2 separate regions of the Pan troglodytes genome follow, and region 2 is linked to region 1. The links are chromatin contacts, called in public Hi-C maps. All regions are on one chromosome and are shown on one strand. Each heading gives the region's core, a stretch centred on a gene start, on an enhancer-like site or on the middle of the called end of the contact. The rest is flanking DNA. Distances are from core to core; before and after follow the strand shown. Region 1 overlaps AUTS2 (activator of transcription and developmental regulator AUTS2). Region 2 overlaps AUTS2 (activator of transcription and developmental regulator AUTS2).

Region 1 (6,790 bases), core at 1,832-4,331:
GTTGGAGATTTTAATAATCCCAATAAAATATTTCCATTTTTCAAATGTGTTTAGATGTCCTTGGCAGATTTAGATTAGTTACATGAGATGGATAGAAAACAGGCTCAGGGCTTAGGGTTTATTTTGATGATTTTTAAAATTTGTTGAAATAAGAGTTGTTTTATTTAAGGAAAAAATAATATTTCTGGATTAAGTATTTCAAATGCGTTATTTTTGGAGAGATGCTACAGAGCTTATGACAAATGATTATTAATATTTTATTTTATTTTATTTTTTTGAGACGGCGTCTCGCTGTGTCACCCAGGCTGAAGTGCAGTGTCGCGATCTTGGCTCACTGCAAGCTCTGCTTCCTGAGTTCACGCCATTCTCTTGCCTCAGCCTCCCGAGTAGCTGGGGCTACAGACGCGTGTCACCACACCTAGCTAATTTTTTTGTATTTTTAGTAGAGACGGGGTTTCACTGTGTTAGCCAGGACGCTTTTGATCTCCCGACCTCATGATCTGCCTGCGTCTACCTCCCAAAGTGCTGGGATTACAGGCATGAGCCACCGCATATGGCCTATTAATTCTTAAAAACAATTGTGACCATGATATTAGCACCTAAAGCACTATTCCTTTTCTTAGCCTTGGGAAGACTTCATGGTCATGAATACTATTAATTTGATTTTTTAAAATTATGAGTGCCATATGGCTGTAGAATGCAGAGGTTTCATGAAATATATTCAGTGAGAACCAGAAGTGATTTACTAATGCCTCAAACTCATTTAAATATCTACCAATTCAACATATAAAATTGTCTTCACGAGAAACATTACGGGGTATGATTTTGTATTTGATCATAATGCTTGCTAATTATTTCCTGTTAGTATTACTGGTAAAATGGGGGTTGGCAAATTCTAGATAGTGATGCCACATATGTGTGGTGTGGGTTACTTACAAAACTTTATTTGCTGCTTAATTTTGTAACATTGCATCATTCCCTAAATAGCCTCAAGATCCAAATACAATTGCAGTAATACTTGCTGAAAATTGGAAACTATTAAAAACATTCATTTGCTGGGAATCAGGAGAGGGGAGGGAATTTCAAATAATAGAGGTTTTTTTTTAATTAAAAAAAAAACTCACAAAATCTTTGATCCACTGTCTCTCAAAAGGCAATTTGATAGCTAAATGCAAGTATTTTTTTTTTTTTTTTTTTTTTTGAGACAGGGTCTTACTTCTTCGCCCAGGCTGGAGTGCAGTGGCATGATCTCAGCTCACTGCAATCTCTACCTCCTGGGCTCAAGCGATCCTCCCACCTCAGCCTCCCAAGTAGCTGGGTCTACAGGCATATACCACCGCTAATTTTTGTATTTTTGTAGTGTTGGGGCTTCACCGTGTTGTCAAGGCTGGTCTTGAACTCCTGAGCTCAAAGCAATCCGCCTGCCTTGGCCTTCCTGGTGGGATTACAGGGATTACAGCCACCGCGCCTAGCCTAAATATGTTAATAAGTTTTAAAGTTTTATATTATTTCCATTTCTATTTTGGTAGTAAAGGTAAATGAACAAGCATTATAGATCACAGACATTTATGTTAAAAGGTCCAAGCTCTTTGAGATGGGATATACTAGGGGCACGTTATCTTCTTTTTTTTTTTTTTTTTGAGATGAAGTCTTGTCCCCCAGGCTGGAGTGCGGTGGTGCGATCTCAGCTCACTGCAACCTCACTGCAACCTCCACCTCCCGGGTTCAAGCGATTCTCCTACCTCACCTTGCCGAGTAGCTGAGATTATAGGTGCCTGCCACCACGCGTGGCTAATTTTTGTATTTTTAGTAGAGACAGGGTTTCACCATTTTGGCCAGGCTGGTCTTGAACTCCTGACCTCGTGATCCACCTTCCTCGGCCTCCTAGAGTGCTGGGATTACAGGTGCGAGCCACCGCCCCCGGCCGGGGCACATTGCCTTTATAACTCTATTTAATTCCCTTGCTTGCACACTGAATAGATCTAAATGACTGGGGAAAAAGTAAAAACATAGTCTTTAGTCCCTTTCATTGTGGTAAATTCACTGAATGGTAGATGGAAATTTCAGCCTTCTTGGGTCTACTGCCAGGTTCTGTAGTTATTTGTATGTCTCATGGAGAAATCCTCATTGATTACACTGTATGGCTAAACTGACTTAAAACAGATAACTGAGCCTATTTCAAAATTGAAAATTCTTTAAAATGGAAAGTTAGTACTCTGTTGTTCCCAAACTGTTGGATTGCATGCCATTTTCCCAAACTCACAGACATTGATAAGATTTCAGGCAAGGGGAACAAGGAAGGGGTCACAGTGGAAGCGAATTCTTCCCCTTTTTCTGACTGTGTTTGCCCACCTGTCCTTTACCCTTTGCAGTTCTATTCTGAGAGGAATGTGAGGAAGATGGGAGCCACTGCTGCTAGACTGTTGCCATTAACCAGCTTTCATGGCTTTTGTGGGAGCCTCCTTTTCATTAGTATTTGCAACATGTTCACCAGCAAAATGATTATGTTAGGCAGAGACATCACATCACTTACATTTCATAGCTCAGTGCAATTTTCATAAACTGCGAGGCAACATCCAAAAAAAACATGACTCAGAATTAGAGTTTCAGAAGATTATTATATAGACATTATTTCCCTCAGGTCACGGGCTTTAGTCAAATTTGGAGGAGAATGAAATTGCCAACAGTGAAAAGCAGACAGAAAGGTATGAGTTCATGAGCAGAGAAATAACATTTTCATTTGTTCCTTCCCCATGGGAAAGATTCAGCATTCCGGTAAATGGAGACGGTTATAAGAAATGAATTTTTGTCAGCAGGGATGTGATTTTAAGGCTCACTTATCCATTGGCAATCTAGATTTCTAACCCCAGGAATCTGGGAAATTGCTACAGAATGTAGTCTTTATTATAAACAAGTTTTTTTTTTGGGGGGGGGGTAGTTTTTCCCTCCTTCTTTTCTTGGTCAGAGCTTTTTAAGACGAAGGACTACATTTCTTTCTGCATTTCTGGGGTCAGATGACTGCAGATTTCCTGTCTGCCCTGAGTTTCTCTCCATTGCTGTTGCTTTGTGATGGAAACCCTTTCTTTCCTCCTCACCAAGCTTCCCTCACTCTGTCGTTGCTTTTCCTAACCCCCTGTGTTTAGCCAGCACGACACTGACAGTATTGAAAGCTGCAAACTTCCTATATGGCCATGGAGTGGTGGATCTATGGCCTGATCTCTCTGTTCCCCAGCATTTACAGGATGTCTTGTGCTGCTGCTGATTCTATATTCTCAGTTCTTTTGTCTCTGTGGACCTGAAAGAGCAAGGCAGGAAATACAGCTTTCCAGGTAGCTCTCATTTTACCAGGTATAAAGAGCGAGGATTTGCAAGGTTTCTGTAAGGTAATCCCAGACAACCTTCTTCGTAATTAAAGAACGTTCTTTCATGGGAAATTTTATTTTCCTTCTTCGATTTCATCAGATGCTTCTCAGCCCATCACTCATTCAGATTCTATGCAATGGTTCTTTTTCTAGCTAGAGTACATCCTTGAGAGTAGAAAATATTTCATATAATCTAAACCCTTCATTTCTAGAGATGCAGATAGATTCTGTAACATTAATCTCACCTTTATATTTTTTCAATTTTTAATAACTTGAAAATATGTATATCTAATGCCTTCTTTCCCTATGCACTTTTGCTTATTTTAATATTTCTCAACACCATAAGCTATTTGCCCAGCTGCATCCTTATTAGACAGTGCTATTGCCTGCCAAAGCTTTTTGAGAGCAAATTGCATTGCCTTCATTATTATTATGTCTACAATATAATGATTATGAAACATCATTATTATAGTTGATTAATCAATGATAATTGATGACTCTCAGTTCATAGGATTTGGCCCATGAAATTCATCACAATTTGTAAACTTTTCTCCAAACCTTCAAGGATTCTAAAAGGATTGATTTTGCTGCAAAGTATATGCAATTACATTTTTTGATACCTAGTAAGTAGTAGTGGTTGAGGATTCACTGGCCTGGCCAGAGTGAGAGTGTATACTAAATGTCTGTGGGATTTCAATTTCTTCCTATTGAATTCTTTTAAGATGTAGAGTCTCTTACCACTGGGAGTTTGGGGAACTTCGCACAGTGGCTCATGCCTGTAATGCCAGTACTTTGGGAGGCCGAGGTGGGTGGATCACGAGGTCAGGAGATCGAGACCATCCTGGCTAACACAGTGAAACGCTGTCTCTACTAAAAATGCAAAAAATTAGCCAGGTATGGTGGTGGGTGCCTGTAGTCTGAGGCAGGAGAATGGCGTGAACCCGGGAGGCGGAGCTTGCAGTGAGCCGAGGTCGCGCCACTGTACTCCAGCCTGGGCAACAGAGCGGGACCCCGTCTCAAAAAAAAAAAAAAAAAAGAAAGAGAGAAAGAAAATGTTGACGGAAGGCATTCTATCTCAGTCTCTGCAATGAGCCATTCACATTTTGTGGAATCCTTTCTGGCATTAATTGGGGGACAGAAACAGCATCTGGCATATTTACATGACAGTAGCATGTACTTGTCTTTTATATGTCATTCATTCGTACTTCCAATAAGTTCTTTACTAATATGAGCATACATTGCTTTATTGTGCTTGGCAGATACTGTATTTTTTACAAATTAAAGTTTTGTGTAAACCTTACATCAAGCAAGTCTGTCAGCACCGTTTTTCCAACAGCATATGCTCACTTCATGTCTCTGTGTGACATTTTGGTAATTCTTGCACTATTTCAAACTTTTTTATTATAGTTATAACTGTTGTGGTGATCTGTGATCAGTGATCTTTGATGTTACTATTTTAGTTATTTTGGAGTGACATAAACCTCGCCCATATAAGAACAGTGTGTGTTCTGTTTCACCAACCTGCCTTTCCTCTCTCTCTCTCTCCTTCCCTGGCCTTCCTATTCCCTGAGACACAACAATATTGAAATTAGGTCAGTTAATAACACTACACTGGACTTTAAGTGTTTGAGTGAAAAAAGAGTCTCATGTCACTCACTTGAATAAATCAAACTCTAGAAATGATTTAGCTTAGTAAGGAAGGCATGTTGAAAGCCAAGATGGGCTGAAAGCTAAGTCTCTTGCACCTGTTGGCCAAGTTGTGAATGCAAAGGAAAAGTGATTAAAGGAAATAATAGGTGCTACTCCAGTGAACACATGAGTGATAAGAAAGTGAAACAGCCCTTTTGCTGATATGGAGAAATTTTAGGAGTCTTGATGGGAGATGAAACCAGTTACAACATTCCCTTAAGCCAAAACCTAATCCATACAAGGCTCTCTGTTCAATTCTTTGGAGAGTGAGAGAGGCAAGGAAGCTGCAGAAGAAAAGCTGGAAGCTATCAGAGTGTGGTTTAAGAGGTTTAAGGAAAGGAACTATCTCTAGAACAGAAAACTGCAGGGTGAAACACAAGTGCTGATGGAGTAGCTGTGGCATGTTACCCAGAAGATCTAGCTAAGATCATTGATAAAGGTGGCCACGTTGAACAACAGAGTTTTACTGTAGACAAAACAGCCTTCTATTAGAAGAAGATGCCACCTATGACTTTCAAAGCTAGAAAGGAGAAGTCCCATGCCTAGCTTCAAAGGACAGGCTGACTCTTCTTAGGAGGCTAATGTAGCTGGTGACTTTAAGTTGAAACCATTGCTTATTTTATCATTCCAAAAATTGTAGGGCACTTAAAAATTATGCCAAATCTGCCCTGTGCTCTAGAAATAAAACAACAAAGCTGGGATGACAGCACATCTGTTTACGACATGGTTTACTAAATATTTCAAGCCTGCTGTTGAGACCTACTGCTTGGAAAAAAAGATTCCTTTTAAAGTATTACTATTCATTGATAATGTACATGATCACCCAAGGGCTCTGATGGAGTTGTACAAGGAGATAAATGTTGTTTTCATGCCTGGTGACAGAACATTTATTTTACCATTCATGTATCAAGAAGTAATTTCAACTTTCAAGTCTCATTATTTAAGAAATGCATTTCATAAGGCTCTAGCCACCGTAATTAGTGATTTCCTCTGATGGATCTGGGCAAAGTCAATTGAAACCTTTAGCAAAGGATTCCCCATTCTAGATGCCATTAAGAACATTCATGACATATAGGAGGAAATCAAAATACCAACATGAACAGGAATTTGGAAGAAGTTTATTCCAAACTTAATGGATGTCTTTGAGGTGTTCAAGGCTTCAGTAGAGGAAATTGCTGCAGATGCATGGAAATATCAAGAGAACTAGCATTAGAATTGGGGCCTTGAAGATGTTACTGAATTTCTGCAATCTCATCACCAAACTTGAACAGATGAGGAGTTGCTTCTTTATGGATGAACAAAGAAAGTGATTTCTTGAGATGGAGTCTACTCCTGGTGAAGATGCTGTGAATGTTGTTGAAACTACAGCAAAGAATTTAGAATATTCCATAAACTCAGTTGATAAATCAGTGGCGGTATTTGAGAGGATTGACTTCACTTTTTAAAGAAGTTCTATGTGGGTAATATGCTATCAAACAGCTTCCCATGCTACAGAGAAATCTTTCGTGAAAGAAAGAGTCAGTTGTTGGAGCAAACTTCATTGGTGTCTTACTGCAAGAAATTGCCACAGCCACCCAACCTTCAGCAACCACCAGTCTGATCAGTCAGCAACCACCAACATGTATGTAAGACCCTCCACCAGCAAAAAGATTATGACTTGCCAAAGGATACCTGCAAAAATCCATCCACCAGACTCAGGTGTTTGTTAGCATATTTTTAGCAATAAAGCATTTTTAAAA
Region 2 (6,790 bases), core at 1,738-4,237, 520 kb after region 1:
TAATAAGAATTTGAAAGTATAGATTGACTTACAAGAATTTCCCTTTGTTTTTAAACCTAGTTTAAATCTTTAGACGTATTTTTGAGATTTGAGGAAGAAGGCTCCATATTTTAACATAGCTTTACATTTTTTTAACTGATTAATCATAAACTTGGCTAAGATCTTTGGGCATATATTAAAAATTATTTCTGAAATCATTAATCTAACACCAGAGTGGAAATTGAGTCCACATTCTTGCTCTCTGCTTTCTATTAGAAAGGGTTGCCGCTTTCTAAGACTTGTTCTCCTTAGATTGGGTTCAGAGGCTAAAGGTGATGTTAAGAAGCCATTAGTGTTTAGTATGTTAATCCACCTCCATGTAACAGAAAAGATAGCTTCCAGCCTTTGACTTGGCATCTTTATATTAAAACTCCAATAAAAGGAAATTAAATTTCTCAAGGAAAAAAAAAAACCAATCTTCCTGATTATTGAAAGCCCTCTGACCTGGATTCAGTCCCTAATATATGGATTATCGAATTTAGTCTTCTTTCTTCCTTCTTCCTACTTCTGACGCTGTTGTGTACCTGGTCCCCTCCAATTTTGACATTCATTCCCATCCCCGCTTCCAGAAAGCATAGGGAATAGAGCAGTTTGGAAACCAGTCAGAAATGGGCTCATTCGTGAGTCTGGAGGGAGGATGAGAAATGGAGCAGGTCACAGTGGGTGGTGTTCTGCAACCGGGCCAGCCAGGGGACCCTGGGGAGCAGCACTGGAGGTGGCCACAGTGGTCAGAGGCTTGGCTTTTGGCGTTCCCAGGTTCCTCTTGATGAGAGATCATCAAAAGATCTGGACACATGCAGATCTGGCTGAGGCCGTCATCTGAGGCCTAATCCCTGGTAACCATTGATGACAATTTTTTTTTTTTTTTTTTTGAGATAAAGTCTTACTCTGTTGTTTAGGCTGTAGTACAGTGGCATGGCGTGATCTCGGCTCACTGCAACCTCCACCTCCCAGGTTCAAGCGATTCTCCTGCCTCAGCCTCCCAAGTAGCTGGGGTTACAGGTGTGCACCTCTACACATTTTATTAGTAGAGACGGGGTTTCGCCATGTTAGCCAGGCTGGTCTCAAACTCCTGACCTCAAGTGATCCACCTGCCTCGGCCTCCCAAAGTGCTGGGATTACAGACGTGAGCAACTGCGCCCAGACTGATGACAATCTAATGCAAGGCATGATAAATGTCAGAAGTGCCACCTAATGAAAGCACCCTGGAGGGCCAAGTGGTTTCAGCTGGTCAGCTAAGCTGCCATGCCGTCGTGCTCTCAGTTTACCCTGTAGGGGATGGTGCAGGAGCTCAGGCAGTTTCTTCCCTGTAACACCGATTTTACTAGAACAACAAGATAAGAAAACTGTTCCATTTTGATTGTTCCAAAAGAAACAACCTTTTAATGTCTTCTCTAGAACATTTCATGTCCGCCTTTGAGCTATCCTGGTATTGTCTAAACAGCTTCAGAATGAATGCCGCCTCGCTGGAGGACCACAGCTGGGTATTGTGACATCTTGTAAGCAACTGGAAAATCCATCTCCAAACCTATACCTTCTGAGATGCCTTTTCTTTTGACTTCTCAGGAGGCAGTGGTAGAGAAAAATCACTGTTACCTATCTTTTTAAAAAGACTTGTATAACACCACATTGTGCTACCAGTTTGGGGGAGGGGGTGATGAAGCTAGAGAGAGAAGGCTTCTTATTTCCAAACTTAGAGGCTAGAGGAGGGGGAAGTATGCCATATAGCAAGCACCCCCACCTTTTTTTTTTTTTAACTTGAGAGGTTTTTCAAGAGTGCCATGAAATCAAATAGTGATAGACATGCAACTTCAAAGAGGCAAGGAGTGGCCATCATTACTTTAAACCAGTCTGCATGTCATTCATATGTGGTGTGCATCTCTCCCAACCCCTGTTCTCTTCCTCTCTTCCTCAGCCACACTCCAGGTAACGGTGGCACTGGGAGGGGACTTAGAACTGAAGTTTTCCTCTCACCCCACCTTGGTGTGCCCACTGTACTCCACAACCCTACCAGTTGCAACCTAGGCCTTGCTTGCCCTTTTTCTTGTACTAGGAAAATTGCAGCAGCTTTTCCTCTGCACCAAGGAGGAACCTTGTCAAGCTGCAGGTGTGGAATTAAAACTCCAGATGTTTTCAGAGGGTTTCCTCGCCCCGGGTGTGTTCTGGTGGGAGTGGGTTGCTCAGGGGAATCTGCTGAGTGCCTCATTTCTGGCCATTCAGTCCCCCACACCCTCTGGGGGCACTGCACTGTGCTCTAGGGGATACAGACACGATACATGTTAGGATGATAGACATAACTGCTGCCCATGTAGCGAGGCTTTGCCATTGCTTTCATTCTTTCCCTACAATCGGTGAATGCCAGGGGAAGCAACAGGCTCCACTTTTGTGGATGCAGGGTGTGCACGTGTCAGAGGGTGTGAGGAGTTGGGAGGAGAGGATTTGTAAGTGGCCAGTTCATGCTCTTAAGTTATTCATCAAACCGAACACACTGCGGTCAGTCGGCTGTGGTGGGGAAGGAGGTTAGGTGAAGACCTTTGTGTTCTGAGACCCAGACCGTGATCCCCGTCTCCATTTTCCACAATGCAATGATTATTTTGTATTGAGCGCCTACTATGTGCCAGGCCTTTTACATACATGACTTTCCCACTGAGCCCTCACAACCGCCCAGAGAGCCTGCTCTTTGCAGATGTGACTGGCTTGGTGGCAATTCAACCCCAGGCTGCGGGCCTAGTGGCCTTTCCCTGCCATGGCGCAATCTTGGAAGCGGCAACTGCGGGGAGGGCGAGGAGCGGTGCAGTTTCCGCCGCGCCCGCCCGCAAGGAAGGCAGCCGGGGGGAGCCGAGGGCTCGAGCCGCGGGGGGAGCAACAGCTGTCGATGTCGCGCCTGGGGACCGCGCCTCCGCTGGGCCGACCCGGCGCCGGGGACGAGAGGAGGGGCGGCGAGGGGCGGGGCGCGCGGGGCGGGACGGAGGAGGGGCGGTGGCACCGGCGGCTCGGGCTCGGCGCGCCGAGGAAGTCCCGTTCCGAGAGCTGCGAGCGTCTGGAGGAGGCGCGCTCGGCGCAGTCGGGGAGCGAAGTCCGGAGCAAGGGGCCCCCGCGTAGCCGCCGCCCCCTCCTGCTACCGTCCAGCCAGGGAGCCCGCGGCGGCCGCCGATGGAGTTCACTTGAGCTGTGAACCGGCGGGAGAGGCAGGCGCCGGCAAGCCGAGCGCGGGCCGGAGCCCAGCCAGCCCCGGGCGCTCACCCGCCAGCCCGCAAGCTCCGGCCAGAGGCGCCGCCGCCCCGCGCCCCGCCGTTGCAGCGCCTCCTGGGCCGCGCGCCGGCGAGATCCGCACAAAATCCAGACTCCCGGAGCGGCTCCCTCCAGCACCGCGGCGGGCCCAGGACCAGGCAGCCCGCGGCGCGGCTGGAGAGGCGGGACCGGCTGTCGGGGAGCCCCGGGCGGCCGCCGGGGAGAAGCCGCCGCGCGCCCTCCTCCTCCTCCTCCCTCTCCCTCCTCCCTCCCTCCGCACATGGTCTCCTTTGTCCTGTCGCCGCCGCCGCCGCCTCGCTCTTAGCTCCGCGCGCCGCGGCGGCGGCTCAGGCCGCTCTTCTCCGCCTCGCCCTCCCGCCGGCCGGCCCGGGACGCGCCTTGCTAGCCCCCGCCGCGCCAGCCCGGCCCCGCGCGCCGCAGGAGCGGCGGGGAGACAGTGGCGAGCGCGGGCCGGGCGATCTCGGCGGGCGCGCTCCTCCCGCCGCCCGGGGCCTCGGCCGCGCTGGATGTGTGCGCGCGGCGCCGGCTCTCGGTCGCCCCGAAGCTGTTGCCCGGTTCGGATCTGGTTCGGCGCCTCCGCTCTCGGACTTTGGCGAGGAAGGAGCCCAGAGACTCTTGTGGACAGAGCCGGGTCGAGAGTTGGGCGTTTTCTCTTCGTGTGTTTTGGTGGATTCCCCCCTGGTCTTTGACGATCGCCCTTCGGGAGTCCTGCTAAGGAACCAAACCATGAACTTGGGGCTGACCGGACCGTTTAACCCTTTGCAACCAGGTAATGAAGCCCCCGGGGCGCGGCTCGCTTGCCTACCTCTCGCGGTCGGAAGGGAGGCGGCCGGGTCGGGGGTCTTTTGTTGCGGCGGCCGGGCCGGCGGGCAGGGGTGGCAGGGGCGGGCTTCTCCCGTCTGGCGCGCCCAAGCGCCCCTTCGCTACCCCTCCTCCCTTCTTTCCTCCCCGCTCTGCGGCCCTGTCGCCCGCCTTTGTACTTTCCTCCCTCGGCCGGCCGGGCTCGGCCGGAGCTGCGCGGTCGTGCCCGGGAGGGCCTGGCGTTCGCCGCCGAGCTCCGATGTGAGGAGGGGGCCGGGGCCTGCGTCCGCTTGAGCTGGGGGCCCTAGCGTGGCGCTGCCCGCTCCTGGGGTCGCGCTTCCCCAGCGCGGAGGTCGGGATCCCGGCCCGCACCCGGTGCCAAGGGAGGCGAAAGGAGATCTGGGCTCGGGTTCGGCAGCGGGAGAAAGAACTCGCGCTTAAGTTTCCAGGAGGTTTCTGTTTTGTTGTTCGAAAGCCCCCCTTCTCGCCTGTGCGGGTGCGGAGGGCGGCCCCCGGGGTCTGCGTCCGAAGGGAGTGAGGGTGGGCCTGGAGCAGGAATCGCTGGGTCCCACCCCGTCTGCACGCACGGCTTTTTATAAGTTTTCCTTATTCTCCGCGTTCCCGCCTCCAATCTGTTTCACTTACTTAACTTTCCTTTAAACGCCAACTACGGCTTCTAGCAATATTTTTTTTACATCCAAAAAAAACAAAAAAACATATTCCCCCTTCCCTTAAATAAAAAGCAGCCAAAAGAGAGGTTTGGTTTTCTGTCAGTTTTAGATTCAACCACTTCATGCCCCTACCCTCCAAAACCGAGCGAGGGGATGAAAGGAAGTGAGTAAAATCTTCAAGTCTGTAGCGGGTAGAGGTGCCCCCGTGTTCGAGAGAAGGAAGAGCTCAATTCGTCGGCTCATTCTGGGCTCGCCGCTTTTCCATTTGAATAATAATTTTTTTTAAAAAGCCAGGAAAATGGTCCAGGTAATAGAAGGAAATGCAGACTATTTTCTGAAAGCAACGAAAATGATAAACATCCCCAAGATTCAGACCCAAGGAACCAAATCATTTGTACAAATGCCCTAAAACCCTAAGTAGAAGGAAAGTTCGTTGAGGAAAAGCAAAGGGTACTCGTGTCGTTTCCCCTGAAGATTTTGGCAAAGAAGCTCTCTTCTGACTTGTTAGGACAGTGGCCGGCCACAGTTGTAACCACCTGGATAGGAGAGAGAAGGGATCCAGAATGTTTTCACGGTCAGCCAGAGCTCCATTGCAGTCGTCATCTTTTGGGTGTTTTTCTGGGGAGGGCTTTCTGAGACACCCCCTTTCCCAGTTGCAAGAGGCATGGTGTCCAGCCCTGTGACTTGGATCAGCCAAGTAAGGGCTTAGAAAGCTTTTAGTCGAAGATACACTCCTAAGCCTCTCTGAATATCCGGTCAGACTTACTTCCTTAATAACTTACTGATCGGCATCATAATAATGGCATCCTCAAGTTTGGTTCAGACATGAGGATCACGTAAGTGTCTGTCTGAGAATCCCATGTGGAGCTGACAAAGGTGGCAGAAGCAAAAGGCCTGTTCACCCACAGCTTCTGTCCTTTTCACTCGAACACACACACACACACACACACACACTAAGTGCAAATAAAAACTTGGTCAGGAACCATTTACTTTCCCTGTTTATGCTTTTTGCATTCAGAGACAGTAATTTGTTTTTACATTTCTTGGGGCCAGTTAGACTCACTTTAATAGGTAATCCCAGAATTTTCAAAGGTTATGTCAGTTTGTTAAAACACTTTAATAAACAGGCTTTTTTTCCCCCTTCTATCAGTTCATTAATTTTGTAAGCCATGAATTTAACATGAATTTACATTCAAAAAGAATTCCAACCCGTTCTAAGAAACACTTTTTCATGAAAGGATGGTAAAATACACATATCTCGAGTTTTTAGCTGGGAAATTCACAGTCCTAGAAATCTCACTTAATATTTCAGTGTAGCATCATCATGCAATTTTTGGCTTTATAACTCACTATTCTTGATCTAGGTATAACTTGTTTCTCTCCCATTAACATTTTTTTTTTGGCAGTTTGTTTTTATGTAAAGGTATTGTTATATATAGTTTAAGATGTCAGGAAGGCCCTCTGTATTTTTCATTATTCCTGCAAAATAGGAAAAAATCTATCTAGGGTTTATGTTAAACTGCATGTATAAATGTATGCACTTCAATGTTCGTTTTGCACATACATTCATTGTTTCTGGATTGGTTAATCATATGGACACCCCCATAAAAGTAATGTTAGAATTAAAATAAAGCAAAAAACAGTCTTAATACAAATATGTTGTCTTTCTATATCACTTGCATTGAGAACTAGAACATGTCCCCCAGATGTACACAGGAATATTTCATCTTTGTCAGTATTACATGGAAAGACTAAATTGAATATCCTCTTTGTCCCTAAAAGCTAGCCCCAGAGTCAAAATATGCTGCACTTCAGAATTCCCCCTCCCCCTATTTCCTATATTTCCTTTTTCCATATTTATTCAACATTCTAGGCTTTTGCTTTCTCAGAATATGCATCTCTGTGTATCAAGTGTGAAAGATGAGTGATTTCTCATGAGGGTTATGTAGTGAAAACAGCACAAATATAGCTTGGCCATTATAACTTTAAATGCAGATATATCCTCACGTTATGTAGTGGAGATGCTT

The links. Hi-C and Micro-C count contacts between places; a contact is called where the count stands out from the background.
Region 2: a contact with region 1 is called in a Hi-C map of induced pluripotent stem cells, with 3 times the contacts expected there. The contact joins two enhancer-like sites. A contact is called at or near these places in 2 of 7 Hi-C or Micro-C datasets (induced pluripotent stem cells and stem cell-derived neural progenitor cells), 1 of 1 datasets of contacts at active chromatin or transcription factors (stem cell-derived excitatory neurons) and 1 of 1 other capture datasets (stem cell-derived neural stem cells).

Annotation. Positions count from the first base shown.
Region 1 is chr6:78,793,775-78,800,564 of NHGRI_mPanTro3-v2.0_pri, forward strand. The region is part of intron 4 of AUTS2 (activator of transcription and developmental regulator AUTS2); the gene reads left to right. Among named protein-coding and RNA genes, the nearest start is that of AUTS2, 560 kb to the left of the region's middle. Within about 2 kb of position 3,082, at least 3 of the 24 cell types and tissues checked have an H3K27ac peak or open chromatin away from gene starts, as enhancers often do. A contact at or near this core is called in induced pluripotent stem cells, where this site is marked.
Region 2 is chr6:79,313,309-79,320,098 of NHGRI_mPanTro3-v2.0_pri, forward strand. The region is part of intron 5 of AUTS2 (activator of transcription and developmental regulator AUTS2); the gene reads left to right. Among named protein-coding and RNA genes, the nearest start is that of GALNT17, 440 kb to the right of the region's middle. Within about 2 kb of position 2,988, at least 20 of the 24 cell types and tissues checked have an H3K27ac peak or open chromatin away from gene starts, as enhancers often do. A contact at or near this core is called in induced pluripotent stem cells, where this site is marked.